2 separate regions of the Macaca mulatta genome follow, and region 2 is linked to region 1. The links are chromatin contacts, called in public Hi-C maps. All regions are on one chromosome and are shown on one strand. The core of a region is the stretch at or near the end of the contact, and the rest is flanking DNA. Distances in the headings are between cores, read along the strand shown.

Evidence for each region. Hi-C and Micro-C count contacts between places; a contact is called where the count stands out from the background.
Region 2: a contact with region 1 is called in a Hi-C map of CD4 T cells, with 2.8 times the contacts expected there. The contact joins the promoter of SAP130 here to the promoter of UGGT1 in region 1. A contact is called at or near these places in 6 of 14 Hi-C or Micro-C datasets (CD4 T cells, blood, cortical neurons and 3 more).

What each region holds. Positions count from the first base shown.
Region 1 is chr12:9,195,819-9,199,080 of T2T-MMU8v2.0, forward strand. UGGT1 (UDP-glucose glycoprotein glucosyltransferase 1) reads right to left here and starts at 1,255. Exons shown (of 41, transcript XR_003721203.2): 1 at 1,030-1,255.
Region 2 is chr12:9,246,744-9,249,989 of T2T-MMU8v2.0, forward strand. It overlaps SAP130 (Sin3A associated protein 130), which reads left to right and starts at 1,281. Exons shown (of 20, transcript XM_077956764.1): 1 at 1,281-1,400; 2 at 3,031-3,148. The coding sequence starts at 3,037. It overlaps WDR33 (WD repeat domain 33), which reads left to right and starts at 2,023. Exons shown (of 23, transcript XM_077956741.1): 1 at 2,023-2,032.

The sequences.
Region 1 (3,262 bases), core at 5-2,504:
CCTGAAGTTCAATGTGCATTATAAATGTGCTATGCTACTATACGAGTATTATGCTCACTTCCTTTAGTAAGTTTCATGTGGCCAGGAGTTCAAGATCAGACTGGGACATAACAAGACCTCGTCTCTACAAAAAAATAAATAAGAATTTTTAAAAATAAGCTTCAGCTAAGTTTATCAAAAGGAAGTCAAGTGTTGCTAAATTCGACTTGCTTTAAAAAAAAAAAAAGCAAAGTGAAAGGCTACAATCATTCCAAGTTTTTTGGTGCTGTCTTCAAACGCTTGCCAAGTGTAAGATTATTGAAAGAAAGAGCGCACTTTACACTAAAATTGGCTGGCAAGTGCATCAGTGAATGTTTCCGAAACAGTTAGTGTGGCACAATAAGGCAAAAGACCCCAGGACTTCAAACGAACAAAATATGCTCCTTCTCAAATCTGGCAAGAAATGCAAAACAACTGCAGATTCTGGCCAAGGAACAAAAACAGTTCATATCTATAAGTTATTGGCGACGCTGCAGATCTCAATCTGGCAGGTCCCACACTAAAAGTGAAACCGGATCATCCAATTTCCAGCCAACAGATCACAGTATTAAACGAAAACAGCAACCAAGGCACATCAACCCGAATTCATTTTAGGAAAAATAGAAATCTATTTTAAAAGGCACGTCGTTCTGCAATCAGGGTCCAGCAAAGTGCTGGTTCTCAACTCACTGAGGATCAAGCTTGGTCTAAATTCATGGTAGGACACTTCCCCCACTTCCTTCTGCACTTGGGCACAAGGATCCAAAGCTCTTCAGAAAAGGTTCAAGATCTCTGAACAGAGCCAGCCGCCACCCCCGCGGAAGCGATACCTTGCCAAGACCACCACTGAGGGCAACTCAGGGCGCTCGCGAATAGGGGAAGGGATAGGACACCGGAGGGGAAACTGAGTCACGGTAGAGGCGAAAGCTCAATGTGACGGGGGCACAGGGTCGCCTTGCGCTCCAAACCCTCTCTCCATCCATGAGGCCTCCTCACGCCACCCCTGGGTACCTGTCACCGGCAGCGCAGCCGCGGCACACGCACCGCTCGCGTCTCCCTTGCCGCCTATGCCCGGGCCGTGGTTAGTCCGCCACAGGGCCAGGGACAACGCCAGGGCGGGGCGGGGCTGCAGCGGCGGTGCAGGCTGCGCCAGTGAGAAGCCGACACGCGCCTTTCCCGCGGCTCGGCTCAACACCCAGTCTCGCAAAGCAATTGCCCGGCTGCCGGCCGCCCTCTTACTTCCGCTTCCTAAAGGCGAACGCTAGAGGACTTCCGGCTACCGAGTCGAGACCTAGCAGGCCAGAGCGTCGGGCGGTCGGCGTCTTATCCCCGAGCGGGGGCGTCCGGCGTCTCTCCGCACTTCCGCTCTCCTGGGTGGCGGGTCGGCTGCCAGTCCTCAAGGTCTTGGGAAGGTTCGTTGTGCCAGCAGCTGAGACCCGAAACCTTTAACAGTCGATGAAATCCAATTTGGACTCTGGGACCTACTCCGTTAAACGTTTGTTAAAAGCTGACTCCCTTTAGCCTTTCGGTGGCACAGTAAGGACACTTGGCTTAATGTTTCTGAGCATCTTCGACTTTATACTAAACCCTAAAATGTTGATAGCTACCTTCCAGGGGGGCAGGATGAAAGGAAGACTTTTTAAATTTTAGGAGCCGATTTAGCTTATCTTATTCGGGCAGCGGCAGCTTAGTCTGCAGGGACTGCTTTGTCCATTTATTTATTTATTTATTTATTTATTTTTAACTAATGTAAACCAGTTTAAAATTGTTTTGCAATAGGTAGCATTTAACCCACCCAGAAATGAATGTCTCTTGGAGGGTATGTGTTTAACTATATTAAGTCAAAGTGAATGAAAAGCCAAAAATACTTTTGTATTCTTTTGGATTTGGAGTCTGGCTCTATCTCCCAGGCTGGAGTGCTGTGGCGCAATCTCGGCTCACTGCAACCTCCGCCCCCGGATTCAAGCGATTCTCCCGCCTCAGCCTCCCCAGTAGCTGGGATTACAGGCGCCCGCCACCGCACCGGGCTGATTTTTGTCTTTTTAGTAGAGACGGGGTTTCACTCTGTTAGCCAGGCTGGTCTCGAACTCTTGACCTCAGGTGATCCACCCGCCTCGGCCTCCCCAGTGCTGGGATTACAGGCATGAGCCACCACACCCGGCCCAAGATAATTTTAGGAAATAAACATGAGCCAAGATGATGATGAAGGGGAGGAAGGAAAGGAGGATGAAGGAGATGAGTAATAGAACACTGATGGATTCCAGCCTTCCTTTTTTTTTTTTTTTTAACATTTTCTCCAGTCCCTGGGAGCAAGTTGCAGTCTTTCCCCCCGCCCCCTACTTGTGCTCAGTCTCCCTGTTCTTGAGGTTTCTTTACACTCTGGTTCTCAACTTATTTTGGGGGAAATACCTTGAGCAGAATACAATGGGAAAAGAGGCTCTAACGCTTTCTGTTCGAAATTCATTTTTATCCCTTGCCTGTCTGAGCAAAAACTGTATGGAATCACCACCACCCAGCTCTGTGGAAAAAAAGAAAAACCTACCTCCTTCGCTCTGCTGGAAGCTGGAGGGCTCTAGGCCCCTGCGTAGCAGAGCCTTCAATTCTAGCTTTCTTCCTGCTGGCTCTGTATGTTGGGCTCGGAGAGTACACTGGGTCTCTAGTGAATATGGACAGTTAGCATTTACCAACATCTTTCTGTCTACTTTCTCGTGTTTAAAAAAAGAAAGAAAAACTTTTTTAAAATGGGATTCTAGAATTCAGCAAAGAATGGGTCTGAGATGTTTGGATGGGTTCAGTGGACATTTTACAACATGGCTTCTCCTTTGGCATGTTTAATTGTGATGTTTGATAGACATCCTTGCGTAAGATGACACTTTTAAAATAAATTATCTCCTAATGATGACTTGAGCCCTGCCACTCAGTGGGAGAATCAGCAGAACCCCTAGGATCTTATTTGGAATTGACATTCTCGATTGTAATTTTGTTGCTGTTTAGTTTTAAATTTTGTTTCACTGGAAAGGAAAGCTCATGCTCAGTTTTAAGGGTTAAAAGTGTACAAGTTGCTTTCTTACAATAAAACTAAATGTGTACACACACAAAAAGAAAAAACAATGAGCATTTTAAAATTTATTTCACAAGGGAGCTGTTGCGTTAGCTTTCCTTAGCGTGTTTTCTAGCCCTCTTAAAATCACATCAGCTAATGCTTCCATAAAAAGGAAATTGTTAATTCACCATATTACAAAGT
Region 2 (3,246 bases), core at 31-2,530, 51 kb after region 1:
TTTGAGAATGAAGGGAAGAAGGTGGAAAAGGAAAGTGGCTTGAAAAGGAGGAGTATCTTGGCCGGGCGCGGTGGCTCAAGCCTATAATCCCAGCACTTTGGGAGGCCGACACGGGCGGATCACGAGGTCAGGAGTTCGAGACCATCCTGGCTAACACGGTGAAACCCCGTCTCTACTAAAAAATACAAAAAACTAGCCGGGCGAGGTGGCAGGCGCCTGTAGTCCCGGCTACTCGGGAGGCTGAGGCAGGAGAATGGCGTAAACCCGGGAGGCGGAGCTTGCAGTGAGCTGAGATCCGGCCACTGCACTCCACCCTGGGCGACACAGCGGGACTCCGTCTCAAAAAAAAAAAAAAAGAAAGAAAAGGAGGAGTATCTGAGACTCATCCCTGGGCTATAGCCAGGAGCTACTCTCTTCTAACCAAACAGTTGTCTTACACAGCTGTGCATGACAGCAAGAGAGGGGGTTGAGCCCCATTTATTTCCTAACTAATCACAAAACTCCAGGCCTAAACTACCATCTGGTAAGGGAAGAGGGAGACTTAATCTCTTATGCAAATGTGGCCTCAAAAGATATGGCTATGTCTTCTACAGGCGCATAAACTCCAACCCTGAACCCCAAACAAAATGACAAAATAAAACTGCCCCCTTCAGCGCCTTCATAATCTGGAAAGTGCGCGCAGGTGCGCCCCGGCCGCCCGGAGTCCTGCATCCTGCCGGCCTGCTTTCACAGAGCCGCGCCCGCGCCGCGCCTGGCGGCTCCCGCCGCGCGTAGGCTGTGCCGACCGCGGTCCCCGGTGGGGACACCGAGTCCCACTCGCGGCGTAGGGAGGCGGGCACCGTCACGACACTGGTCCGGCCCGCGGATCCCTTGGCCGCCGCAGTTGGCCTCCATTACCCTTTCCCGCGCCGCGCCTCCCCGCGGGGAAAATGAAACCTAGTGCCCTCAGGTTGAGACACAGGGTGGGATCCACTGTCTTCTCACTTAGCCAAGAGAAAAGACAGAACCGACTTCAGACAGCAAAGGGGTGTGTTGCCCTGGCCGGGTCGCCTGCGGCCCCGCCCCGGCGCTCTCCACCTCCTTCGCGGCCCGCCCTCTTGGCTCCCGCGACTACATTTCCCAGAGGACGCCGCGGCTCCGAGGGGCGGGCCCGTCCGCTCTCCCGCTCACGACCACCGGCGACTGGCTGACTCGGCAGGGGGCGGGGCCTGCGCCAGCCAATAGACGGGAGGCTCGTTACGGCGGCGGAAGCAGCGGCGCTGGAGTGAGGGGTGGGGGGCAGAGTGCTAGCTCCCCGGCGGTGGCTGCGGGTCGGGAACCTGGGGACGTCGGCCCCGCAGACAGAGAGCGCGCGGGAGCGAGCTCAAGGCGGCGCGGCGGCCACTCGGCGCAGCACCCAGGTAATGGCGGGACGGGAGCCCGGGAGGGAAGGGGAGGAGACGAGGGGGCGGGGCGGCCGAGCCGGGCTGCAGCGTCCGTCCCGTTGCGCGTCCCCGGGGAAGGGCAGAGGATCCTCGTCTCCTGCAGCTCGGACCGCGGCTCTTTGGCGAGCTGGGCACGGCAGTTGGGCCGGCGACAGGGGCTGGGTGTCCTGTGGCGAGGAAGGGAGAGGCACCGGGAGGGGTGGGCTGACCCGGGCGTGGGGGCGTGGCGGACGTGGGCCTTGGCGGGGAAGCAGAGCGGTCGGGGGAGCGCGGGCGGGCGGGCGGCCCAGGGAGTTTGGCTCCTGGAGCAGTTTAAAGTGACTCTCCACATCCGGGCCCTGCGCCCGCCGCTTTCAGACCCTGGCCAAGGCGGGGCCTCCCCGCTCCCCGCCCCCCTCGCCGGGGGCGCCTGTCTTCCTCTGCCATTGGTTCAGCCTCGAGGGGTTTGGGCTGCCCCGGCCAGGCTCGCGCCTGATTGGCTGGCGGTCGGCGGGAGGGTGGGGCGGGTCCTGACCGTGTAGGTCGCTGTGGATTGGTCCTGGGCCTCCACTGACGCGCCGGGCGTGGGGCCAATGGGCGGGCGGGGGAGGCAGGGGCAGGTTCGGGGGAAGAGGACTGCGAGCACAGCGGCGGCCGGGTGTTGGGGGTGAGTGGGGCCAGCGGGGCTGGACAGCGGCGGGCCCCGGGCGCCGCCGCCGCGATCCCTCCCCGCGCCCCCCGAGCGCATCGCCGCCGCCGAGATGGGCCCTCCGCGGCACCCCCAGGCCGGCGAGCTAGAAGCGGGCGGTGCGGGCGGCGGGCGGCGGCTACAGGTAAAGAGGCACAGTGCTCGCCTTGTGGTCGGGTCCCCAGAACGCCCGTCCGCACCCCTACCCCGGAGACGGGGATCTCGCACTCCGAGGTGTCTGGAAATCGGCGTCCTCCCATCTCAGCGGGGGCTTCGCGGTGGGGTGGGGTTGCGGGCGAATCAGGGGAGATCGCTTGGCTCCTGGGGGAAAAGTGGGGGACGATTTTAGGGAAGATGGAGAAGGTGTAGGGTCCTCTGGCTCTGTGGGGGGTCTATGAAAGGGAAAGAAAAGGAAATCCGTAAATGGAAGCCTTTGCAGAAAAGCGTTGGAGAATTCCTTTTGCATCAGGTCTGAATGTAAAACATCCGATCCTTTCTTAGGGCTGGGTATCTTCCTCCGAATGTTCCTATGACATGCTAATCACAGTTCTGTTCACCTTGGTGTGAGGTTTGAGTGTTTCGAAGAGACATGCCATTTTCCATAAAACTTTACACAGAGAAATACACATGCATTGTGGTAATACCTGTCATGTGACTCTTGTACAGGATTCAATGGTGATTTTTTTAGCATGGCAATCCACAAGTATTTATGGAGGGTTATAGTACACGCCAGCTCCGTATAAACGATATTGGTAGAAAACTTAGGTAGTTTAGATAATGTCTGCATTTATATTGATCCTACGTTATTGTTTTTAAATAGATGATGCAACATTTGCTTTTCCGAGGGACTATCTCATAGGTACTAAAGATGCTTTAATTTCTCAATATTGATTCAGATCTCAGAATCTAGTAATAACCATATAACTGTATGTACTGCAGGTGGAAATGAGTTCTCAACAGTTTCCTCGATTAGGAGCCCCTTCTACTGGGCTGAGCCAGGCCCCTTCTCAGATTGCAAACAGTGGTACTGCTGGATTGATAAACCCAGCTGCTACAGGTGAGATATGTAATATTCTAATATATTTCTTCCAACTTTACGAATATTGCCAGTTTTCTAACTTAAAAATTAGCAGACTCCTTCTAGGATTTTAGTAA